Linked DNA regions of Mus musculus: region 2 is linked to region 1. A link is a contact called in public Hi-C data. All regions are on one chromosome and are shown on one strand. Each heading gives the region's core, a stretch centred on a gene start, on an enhancer-like site or on the middle of the called end of the contact. The rest is flanking DNA. Distances are from core to core; before and after follow the strand shown. Region 1 holds the start of Gabrb2 (gamma-aminobutyric acid (GABA) A receptor, subunit beta 2). Region 2 overlaps Gabrb2 (gamma-aminobutyric acid (GABA) A receptor, subunit beta 2).

Evidence for each region. Hi-C and Micro-C count contacts between places; a contact is called where the count stands out from the background.
Region 2: a Hi-C map of cerebellum shows a contact between it and region 1, with 2.0 times the contacts expected there. The contact joins the enhancer-like site here to the promoter of Gabrb2 in region 1. A contact is called at or near these places in 3 of 484 Hi-C or Micro-C datasets (cerebellum, cerebral cortex and cortical neurons) and 1 of 9 other capture datasets (liver).

The regions. Positions count from the first base shown.
Region 1 is chr11:42,417,764-42,422,318 of GRCm38.p6, forward strand. It overlaps Gabrb2 (gamma-aminobutyric acid (GABA) A receptor, subunit beta 2), which reads left to right and starts at 3,011. Exons shown (of 9, transcript NM_001362647.2): 1 at 3,011-3,663; 2 at 3,789-3,880. The coding sequence starts at 3,587. It overlaps Gm34591 (a long non-coding RNA gene), which reads right to left and starts at 3,452. Exons shown (of 3, transcript XR_388590.4): 1 at 3,273-3,452.
Region 2 is chr11:42,504,370-42,508,586 of GRCm38.p6, forward strand. The region is part of intron 4 of Gabrb2 (gamma-aminobutyric acid (GABA) A receptor, subunit beta 2); the gene reads left to right. Among named protein-coding and RNA genes, the nearest start is that of Gm34591, 85 kb to the left of the region's middle. Within about 2 kb of position 1,747, at least 3 of the 459 cell types and tissues checked have an H3K27ac peak or open chromatin away from gene starts, as enhancers often do. A contact at or near this core is called in cerebellum and cortical neurons, where this site is marked.

The DNA.
Region 1 (4,555 bases), core at 1,761-4,260:
GCCCATCTTACGTCTTATAACTAGAATAAGTGTATTTTTAATATTAGTCCCTGGAGTCAAGGATAAGAGATGTCCCCGGGAGCTACCACATAGAGGCAAATGGTCTCCTTCCCTCTTCTGACATTCTGTTTTCTCATCCTTCAAAAGGCTCTTTTGATTTTCTCCAAATGGCTGCTCTTTTATTCTCCTCAGGCAAATTTATAATAATTGCATCCGATCTGTGTTCTTCCAGTCTTTAAAGATGACTGCCACTCCACATTGTTTGCTTTTGTATCCATTCATTAAAGACTGCTAATATGTGCTAATCACATGACAAATGCTACTCAAGTGATTACATCATTCAGCATTAACCCAATGGAGAAAACGGTATTAACATTTATCTAGACTTAGATAAATAAAGGAGACCACAGTTTAGAAGCATCAGTGTCTTGCAGCTATTTCTAGGTGTCTGAGAAGACCCATTCTTAATAGATTTTCAATATGCACTTATTTAATCATTTAATGCATTACTATTATTATTTTGGATGGATGTGAGAGAATTTTGTGATTTATTTTGTTTCCTGAATTTCATACTTTCAGCCCAAACTAGAAAACCTTCCTGAACGTGATGGATGGATAAGAGGATTAATTAATAGAAAGAAGTCTGTATTTGGAGATGTTTTTTTGGAGATAAAGGAATTTTCTAAGACTTGATCAAATTATTGGCTAACTACTTTGGGAATCTTTTGGTTATTGAAACATATTTTTCTCTTTTCATTACATTGGTCTTGAATGTTACTATTACTGTAAGAGCAAAGAAAAGGAAGTCAGCAAAAGGTGCCTCTGCCCCACACCAGTGTGTGCGTGTGTGTGCGTGTGTGCGCGTGTGCGTGCGTGCGCGTGCGTGAGTGTGTGTGTGTGTGTGTGTGTGTGTGTGTGTGTGTGTGTGTGCGCGTGTGCGTGTGTGTGTGTGTGCGTGTGCGTGTGTGTGTGTGTTTGTGTGCGTGTGTGTGCGCGCGCATTCTCATGTAAGCCTCCAGCCTTGCAGATAGTCCTGCAGTGATGCATCTGCTCTGTGTTTATGGTGCTATGTTTTACCTGTCTTTAACCTAGAAACTTCCCCAGATTATTTCCCTTTGGTTTGTCTTCTGCCCTAGGGAAACTATCAGATTCCTGCTGGCAACCATCCCTTCTCCACAGTTCCCTTGGAGTCACCTCTCTAAACTGCCCCAGAATAATAACTCTTAATTTCCTGAGATGCGCGCAAGGGGATGGAAGTGGGGGTAGGGGTGTCTTGTACTATGTGGGTCAAAAGGGGAAGCTGAACGTGGTCACAGTGGAGACTAAAAAGCCTTCAGTTGGAATCTTGTAGCACCAAGCTAGCTGCGATCCCTGGGGATCTGGTCTCTGCTCTCACCAGAGAGACCTGCTGGACCACCAGTCTGTTGTAATCTGTGAGCTTTCCCATCCCACAGGCGCAGTGGGCGCTTGGAGGTCCCCCGCGTGGCAGCAGAGAGCTAGCAGAGTGTGAGGTTCTGAACTTTAAGAGTTGAGGTAGTCTAGTCTAAGGGTTAGAAACACTGCTTTATAAGCACAACTCACTTTCCACCCTTCTCCACAGAAATGACCTTGGACATGTTCCTCCGATCGATGTGCTAGTTTCTAAACCCGTAAAATGGGGTCACTAAGGAGTCAACTTTGAGCTAATATTGCTTTAAGCGCGGCTTTCTGCACATGGTAGGGACTCTCGGTAAATGACAAGGCTCAGTAGTAGATTTAGGTTGGATACTGGGGTCCAGGACCCAGTGTTGAGTTCTGCCTTTCTACCTCTTCATCAAAGAGTGCCAGGGTAGTTGATGCACCTGCTGTACTCCCTCCCTGTCTTCAGGATAAAACGAGGAACACGACTCTAGGGCATCCCAGTCCCGGTGCTCTCGGCATCCTCTTCCCCCCCCCCCCCCCGCAACTCCTCCCCTCCTCCAGCGAGCCCCAAGCAGAGGAAATGATTTTTCCTATGAAATGAGTCTGGATCTGGTGTCCGTGTTGAGCCTGGAGCTGGAGGGAAGGGGGCAGCCTTGGGTCCCCTTGGGCTAGGAAAGGGATGAGGGAAAATTGTGGTGTGTAGATAGGTGATTTGGTGGCTCAAACGGTCTCGGGGTTCCTTCATTGTGCCTGTCTTCTGTGAACCACTGGGTTTGGACGCAGAGGTGCAGCTTCAACTGTCCAGAGCAGAGCGGCAGTGGTGCAGCTCCGTTGGGCCACAGTAGTGGGCGGCGAGCTCCTGCTGGTGAGGTAAGGAGTGGTGGGTGGCAAGGACTGTGAATGCACGTGTCTCGTGTGTGTCTGTGTGTGTGTGTGTGTGTGTGTGTGTGTGTGTGTGTGTGTGTGTGCGCGCGCGCGCGCGCGCGGTGCGCGTGCGTCCGCGAGGCGTGGGGGGCCAGAGGAGCGCATCCCACCCCGCAACCCGCCCTCGCACTGGATGCCTTTTGGCCCCGCACCTGTGCTGGAACGCCTGTCACCCTCTGTCCCTCACGCCCCCACTTCTTTTGTTCTTCAGTCACACACACACACCTCATCCTGACCACTTATAATTTCCTAGTGCAGAGTCAGACCCAAACCCAGAGAAGCCTTTGCCTGACTGCTCCCCTCGCCCCCTCCCCCTCCTGCTATAAATAGCTGGACTAGCGGGTCAGGAGCGTCACAGCGCCAGAAACCAGGACCCCGAGGTTTTCTTCCCAGGGAACAGGGGGCAAAGGGGGAGCAGGAGGAAGAGAAAGAAATCACTCGTGAGTAGTGAAGAAAAAGCTCGCCCCTTGACTCCCAGGAAAAACGAGCATCTTTGGATTCCTGTATCCTTCCCCTTTCTTCTCAAAGCCATTCCGATTCTTTCATATTCACAGTCCACTCCCCACCCCCACCCCCCCTCGCTCAAAATCCAACGTTTGCTCAGCACTCCTCCCATTGGTTTTTTTTCTCCTCCTCGGACTCTGGTTCCCACTGCTCCCCTCCCCACCCCTAGCGCTCCCACCCCACCCCCACCTCCTCCGCTTGTCCCAGGCAGGGGATTGCTATTCTTAAGGAAATAAAGTTCAACTCCTTGCCCCTTTCAACTGGCTTAGACCGGGAGGAGAAGGGTTTCAGGAACCAATCTTCCTCCCTACACCCTACTCCTATTTTTCTTTTTAATATTTAAGGGGACACACACACACACTCTCTCTCTCTCTCTCTCTCTCCCTCTCTCTAAAATCCCACCACGTCGTGAGGTGCAACTACCTCCTAGAACAGAAACTTACCAGACGCTCTGGTTGCTTTTGTCTTAAAGAAAGAAAGAAAAAAAACCAACGAAGATTTTACTCTGGATGCATTTCTGGGGTAGTAGTTTAATATTATTCAAACATGTACATATTACACATATATATGCTTCTTTTCCTTTTTCCCCTTTAATTTTTTTAAACAAGGAAATCTCGGTCCCCGGCAGCCGCCGCTGCCCCTTTGATGTTTTGGTACGCCGTGCGCATGCGCTCCACATTAGAATTACTGCACTGGGCAGACTAAGTTGGATCTCCTCTCTTCAGTGAATCCCTCAATCCCACCAGAACCTAAAGGGATGTGGAGAGTCCGGAAAAGGGGCTACTTTGGGATTTGGTCATTTCCCTTAATAATCGCCGCTGTCTGTGCTCAGAGGTAAGTGTCCCTTTCCTTTCTCACTTGTCAGGGCTCTGTCTGCATACCTCTCTGTGAGCAGGGCTGTTGAAGATGCCGTGCTGTCTTCTTTATTCATTCCTGGTTATTGTCATTTTTTTCTTTAGTGTCAATGACCCTAGTAATATGTCGCTGGTTAAAGAGACGGTGGACAGACTGTTGAAAGGCTATGACATTCGTCTGAGACCAGATTTTGGAGGTAATGGGATTGCCTTGCAAATAAGAAACAGCCCAGCTCCAGCCCAAGCTGTCTTTTGGGCTTTGTGTGCACTCTCTTTCCTCTCCTTAGTTGTGGGCGCATGTGATGTATAGAATGTTTTCCTATTTTACCTTGCTGAGAAACAGATCCAAACTTAAGCCAGTTTCTGTCCAGCACTTGAGAGGTCTTTCAAGAAGACCCCCTTAGAGTGTGACCAGACTTTGTAACCGCTCTCGTTCTCCTTCACCGTGATACATCTTTGTTCCCAGTCTGAGGTTTCTTGAGATACAAACCTCTTAAGTTTAGTTAACAGTGTGCCCAGCCGGGGATGTCTTATAATGTGAGTATTTTTGAGGACACAGTGTGCAGGCGGTTGGCTGAGAGGTGGCTTCAACTCTCTGTGCCCATCTACTTTAGAAGAGTTCTGGCCATGGTTTAAAGTGGCTCATGTCGGGATTCCACCCAGCCCTATATGCGAATGGCATAGGGGAGAAGGGGTTCTGGGGAATTGAGAATAAAGATAGCAGAGGAAAAAGGGGCATCTCTCCCTGGAGCCCCAGATATGCTAGTGTGGCCATTTAATTTTGCTCAGACTCTTAATGGAATTAAAGAGTTAAAACCTACACACAGAAGTGGGTGGGGAAAAAAAGAGGGGGTTTCAATGCAATCTACACG
Region 2 (4,217 bases), core at 497-2,996, 85 kb after region 1:
AGGCAGTGGGAATCCTGGTCTTGGTGGTGTAGCTGGGAGCACAGAGAGGCCTTCTACGGGAGACTAGACAGTAGCTCTGTAGGCAAAGGCCTCTCCATGGCTCCTCAGGGTGGATCCTGATGAAAAAAGATAGTCCATGCTTTTTAGGTATTTATCATCATGGTAGAGAGTGGATAAGTAAAACCATACCCTACTTCTCAGGGCAGGCCTGAGGTTAAATGCAGGAAGGAGTGTTTGGGAAGAGAAGCTTATTGGCCAAATCTCAAGGCCTTTAGGTAACTCATTAAAATGGAGATCTGTCTTGAGCCTATATGACCACAGGTCATGTCCTCTACCTGTGGAGGGGCTTGGGGCCTTGCCCTTACATGACTGAAAGCCACAAATCCATGGGAAGCTGTGGCTAGTGACAGGGGCCTGATGTCTAGGAACCAGATAAAGTGCCTACCATCTCTTCAGGGTCACAGGACTTTCAAGACTTAACTAGGGACAAGACTACCTTTCATGGTCCCACAGGTAGTGGGGGGGGGGGTCCTGAAGAGAACTCCCATGTGTGGAAAAGTAAAATATTTTTTCCAAATAATAGTTTTCCAAGTCTTAAGTTTCTGTATTCAATTGTCAGGGCTTGTAGCTTCCCCACCCCCCTCCACCATCCCACCCATACACTCTGGGCAATTATATACACCAATATAAAAGAGGTTCATAACGTGATAATCAGTTTCAACTTAGTTCTTTTCTTTGACTGAGAGTTGTAAGGACATATTGAATGCTTCTATGCCTCACTAATGCCATTAACGAAGGATTGATTTTCAGATCCTTCTTAAGATCCAGAATGCCTAAGCACTGAATCTTTACGCATGGTAAAGAGATGAGATGAAGCCCATGGTTGGCCCCCTTTGAAAAATAAGTAGATTTACCTTGGAACAGAAAGTGGATCCACTATGCGGTACCCAGGACAGTCAGCAGTGAATGAGAGCAAAACCAAGGGAAATCATCAAAACAGACATGAGTGCCTACTAAACTCTAGCCAGAAGGACAACAGATTTTACTGTAAGAGGCCATGTTCCAAATAATATGAATTGAAGGGCATTCATATCCAAGTTCTGAATGAATTTTGGGTCCTTCAGTTGGTTTTAGTTTGCCTGTTTATTGAGAGAGTCACAAACATCTCAGGCAAGGAAGATGTTAGTTCTCTCATGTGCCTTTCTTTCTGGCGTTTGTGCTGTGTTTGTTAGATGCCCAGGCTTCTGGGCTTCCTCCCAGAATAAATGAGCTGTTTGGCTCAATTTCATCCTTTGTAATGTTTGAAAATTCTGAAAAAGTAGTGTGCCATCATTGAGTGACAACCTTGTTTAATTACAGAAAGCTACTTCATCCTTGTAGCATTTCACATTCTGTAGGCATGGATAGAATAAAGTATAAAACATGCATAGACAAATTCACAACGGATCATTTCTGTACTTGCTGACTGCGAATACTTGATGGAGGGATCTGCTGCCATACCACAGGGGATGTCAGTAGTAGATGGTGTGGTATGTAGGAGAATGTTGGGGGGGGGTGTTGACTAATGCAACCTTTAGTACAATCCAGGTCCTTAAAGTGAACATTAAAGGGTCATGACATCTTCAGTTTCATGTGCTTCTGATTCCTCATTTGTTTTTCTCACTGCTGAAAATCAATGGGGGTGGGGGGAGCTAGACTCTGACTTTTCTGGACAGAGCCATGTGCACAAACAGATGGTGAAGTGTGTCATGGGGCTTGAGGGAAACACCAAGATCAGAAAAGATGAGTGAAATGAACAGGGAATACAAAAGCACAAGACAGCAGGATGAGTGTCAGATGTTGGGCATTCTTTACCTTTTAACCCAGGTCATGAGCACGAAGTAGCTATTGTCCATGGGACCTATGCTGCTTCAAGACCATTATGCCATGTGTACAATGCAAGCATATTGCCCAGTAAAAGGAATATACATTTTTCTCCATCTTTCTGTGCCACTGAGTAGATCTTCCTGCTGCTGTTAGCTTCAAGTCTGTATGGCAGATAACAGAGTAGGATTATAATGAGGTCGCTGGCCAGCAGAATAGTGGTTTTATGTAAAATCAACTAAAGATTCTCACTGTAAATATGCTTTGCAAATTTATCCAAACATGGACTTTTGCTCATGGTATTTTGCGTGTTTTTTTTTCATTCAATCACTTTCTTTTTCAGTCATTCATTTAGTTCATAATTAATGAGTATCTTTTATGTGCTACACACTGGACGAATTGCTCAGTACACTTTTACTTCTAATTTTATGCTTATGGAAAAGGAACACAGAACATTTATGTAATTATAGCAACTACTTCATATTTCCTCCTTGACTCTTATCCTTCTGTAAATTTGTTTTTACTTACTATAATGGAAAATATTAATTTTTAATGGAAAAATAATAATTTTTTATATTTGAAGATTCATTGTTTGAATGAATATCTTGTAGCTATAGATTCATGTTACAGAAGCAAATACTTATGACTTTAAATTTAAGGCATTATTTTGTATATAAGAAATGTCATTCATCATTGGTCCAGTAGAGAAGACTGCCATATCATGGTTTCTATACCTCCAGAGCATATGGTATAATAAGATTGGTAACTTAATTTTTGCTATCACTATAAGGATATGAGACACTGGGCATCTGAAAAATTATTTGCTTATTTTTAATCCTCTATTGTCTTAGTGTACCACAGTTTCATTGTCTATTTTTCAGTTGATGGACATACAGGATGTTTTCATTTTCTAGCTAGTGTGAGGAGAACAGAAATGAATATGTAATAACAGGTATCTCTGTTGTAAGATAAATCATCTTTTAGATATATGCCCGACTTTCATAGTTGGATCACCTGAAAAATATAATTTTGAGATTTTTGAGGGAAATCTATACAGATTTTCACATTGGTTGTACCAGTTTGCACTCCTATTAGCAGTGAATAAATGTTCCCATTTCTCCACACTCAGGCCAGAATCTGCTATAACTTTTATCTCTTGTCTTGGACATTCTGACTCATGTAAATGAATTCTCAAAGTAGTTTTTAATTTGCATCTCTCTGATGAATAATGGTGTTGATCTTTTAAAAATAATTAGTAATTTATGTTTCATTTATATATGAAGCATATCATTTATTATTATTGATATATAATAAATATAAAATATGTCATTAATAGTATATTAATAATATTAGTAACATAAATAACAGCCATCAGTCAGCAAGGGAGATGGGGAAATATTAAGTGTTAAACAGAGGACCATGGGAAGGTTTAGAGAGAGAATGTGTTAGAGATAATTATATTTTAATTAAAAAAAATATAAAATACACTAAGATAAATTTTCCTTTTTTACCTTGCTTTCTTTTCTCTCCCCATCTTCCAACCCTTCTCCTGCCACTTCTTCTCTTCCGTCATCCTTTCTCCTTACTCTCTTGTCTTTTCTCTCTTTATCGCCCTTCTTCCTTCCTCTTCATGACAGTGCTATGTTGTTTACTAGTTGCCAGAATATATGTGAACATCACAGGAGCCAGAAAAGGAAAGATCTTAGAACTCGAGCTGCTAGAAGAAAGCACTCACTAATGATTACACCTTCAGAGTGTCTGTCATGAGTCTTAGACAGGAATCCCTCCAGATTCGTATATGCATTGCTTTTCACAGAGCCTTTGATTATTTTTGCTACTGTATAATTTTCTTTCTCCAGTTAATATTATATGACAAGTAAGCTTCCGTTTACCCTTTTCTGCAGTACCATTTTTAAGAGTGCGTGGTCTGCATTATTTTTGTGTAGTGATATATATATTTTGCCAACCTTTTTTTCTTGGGATACTTATGTGGGTTTTGGCATTTTACTGTTTTAATGCAGTCATTAGTATCTTATGTGGTGATTTTCCATTTGTATCTGTAGTTTCTGAATTTAATAGATTTTCTAAAATATGTGCATTTTTATAAGATCTAAGGTCTGAAACACTTGACACAGACTCTAACACTGTATTACATTCCCTCAGCTCCATTGCTTTTAAGAAGAGAGAAGCCTATCTTAGACTAACTACAAGGCATTAATGAATATGATCATTCAAAAGTGCTTGACGTGGGCTTGGGAGTTAGCAGTAGAGTGTTGCCCTAAGATACACACAGCTGATATTTAAGTTTCTACAACAAACTAAGCTTGTGCAGGGTTGTGAGGGTATATTTAAAG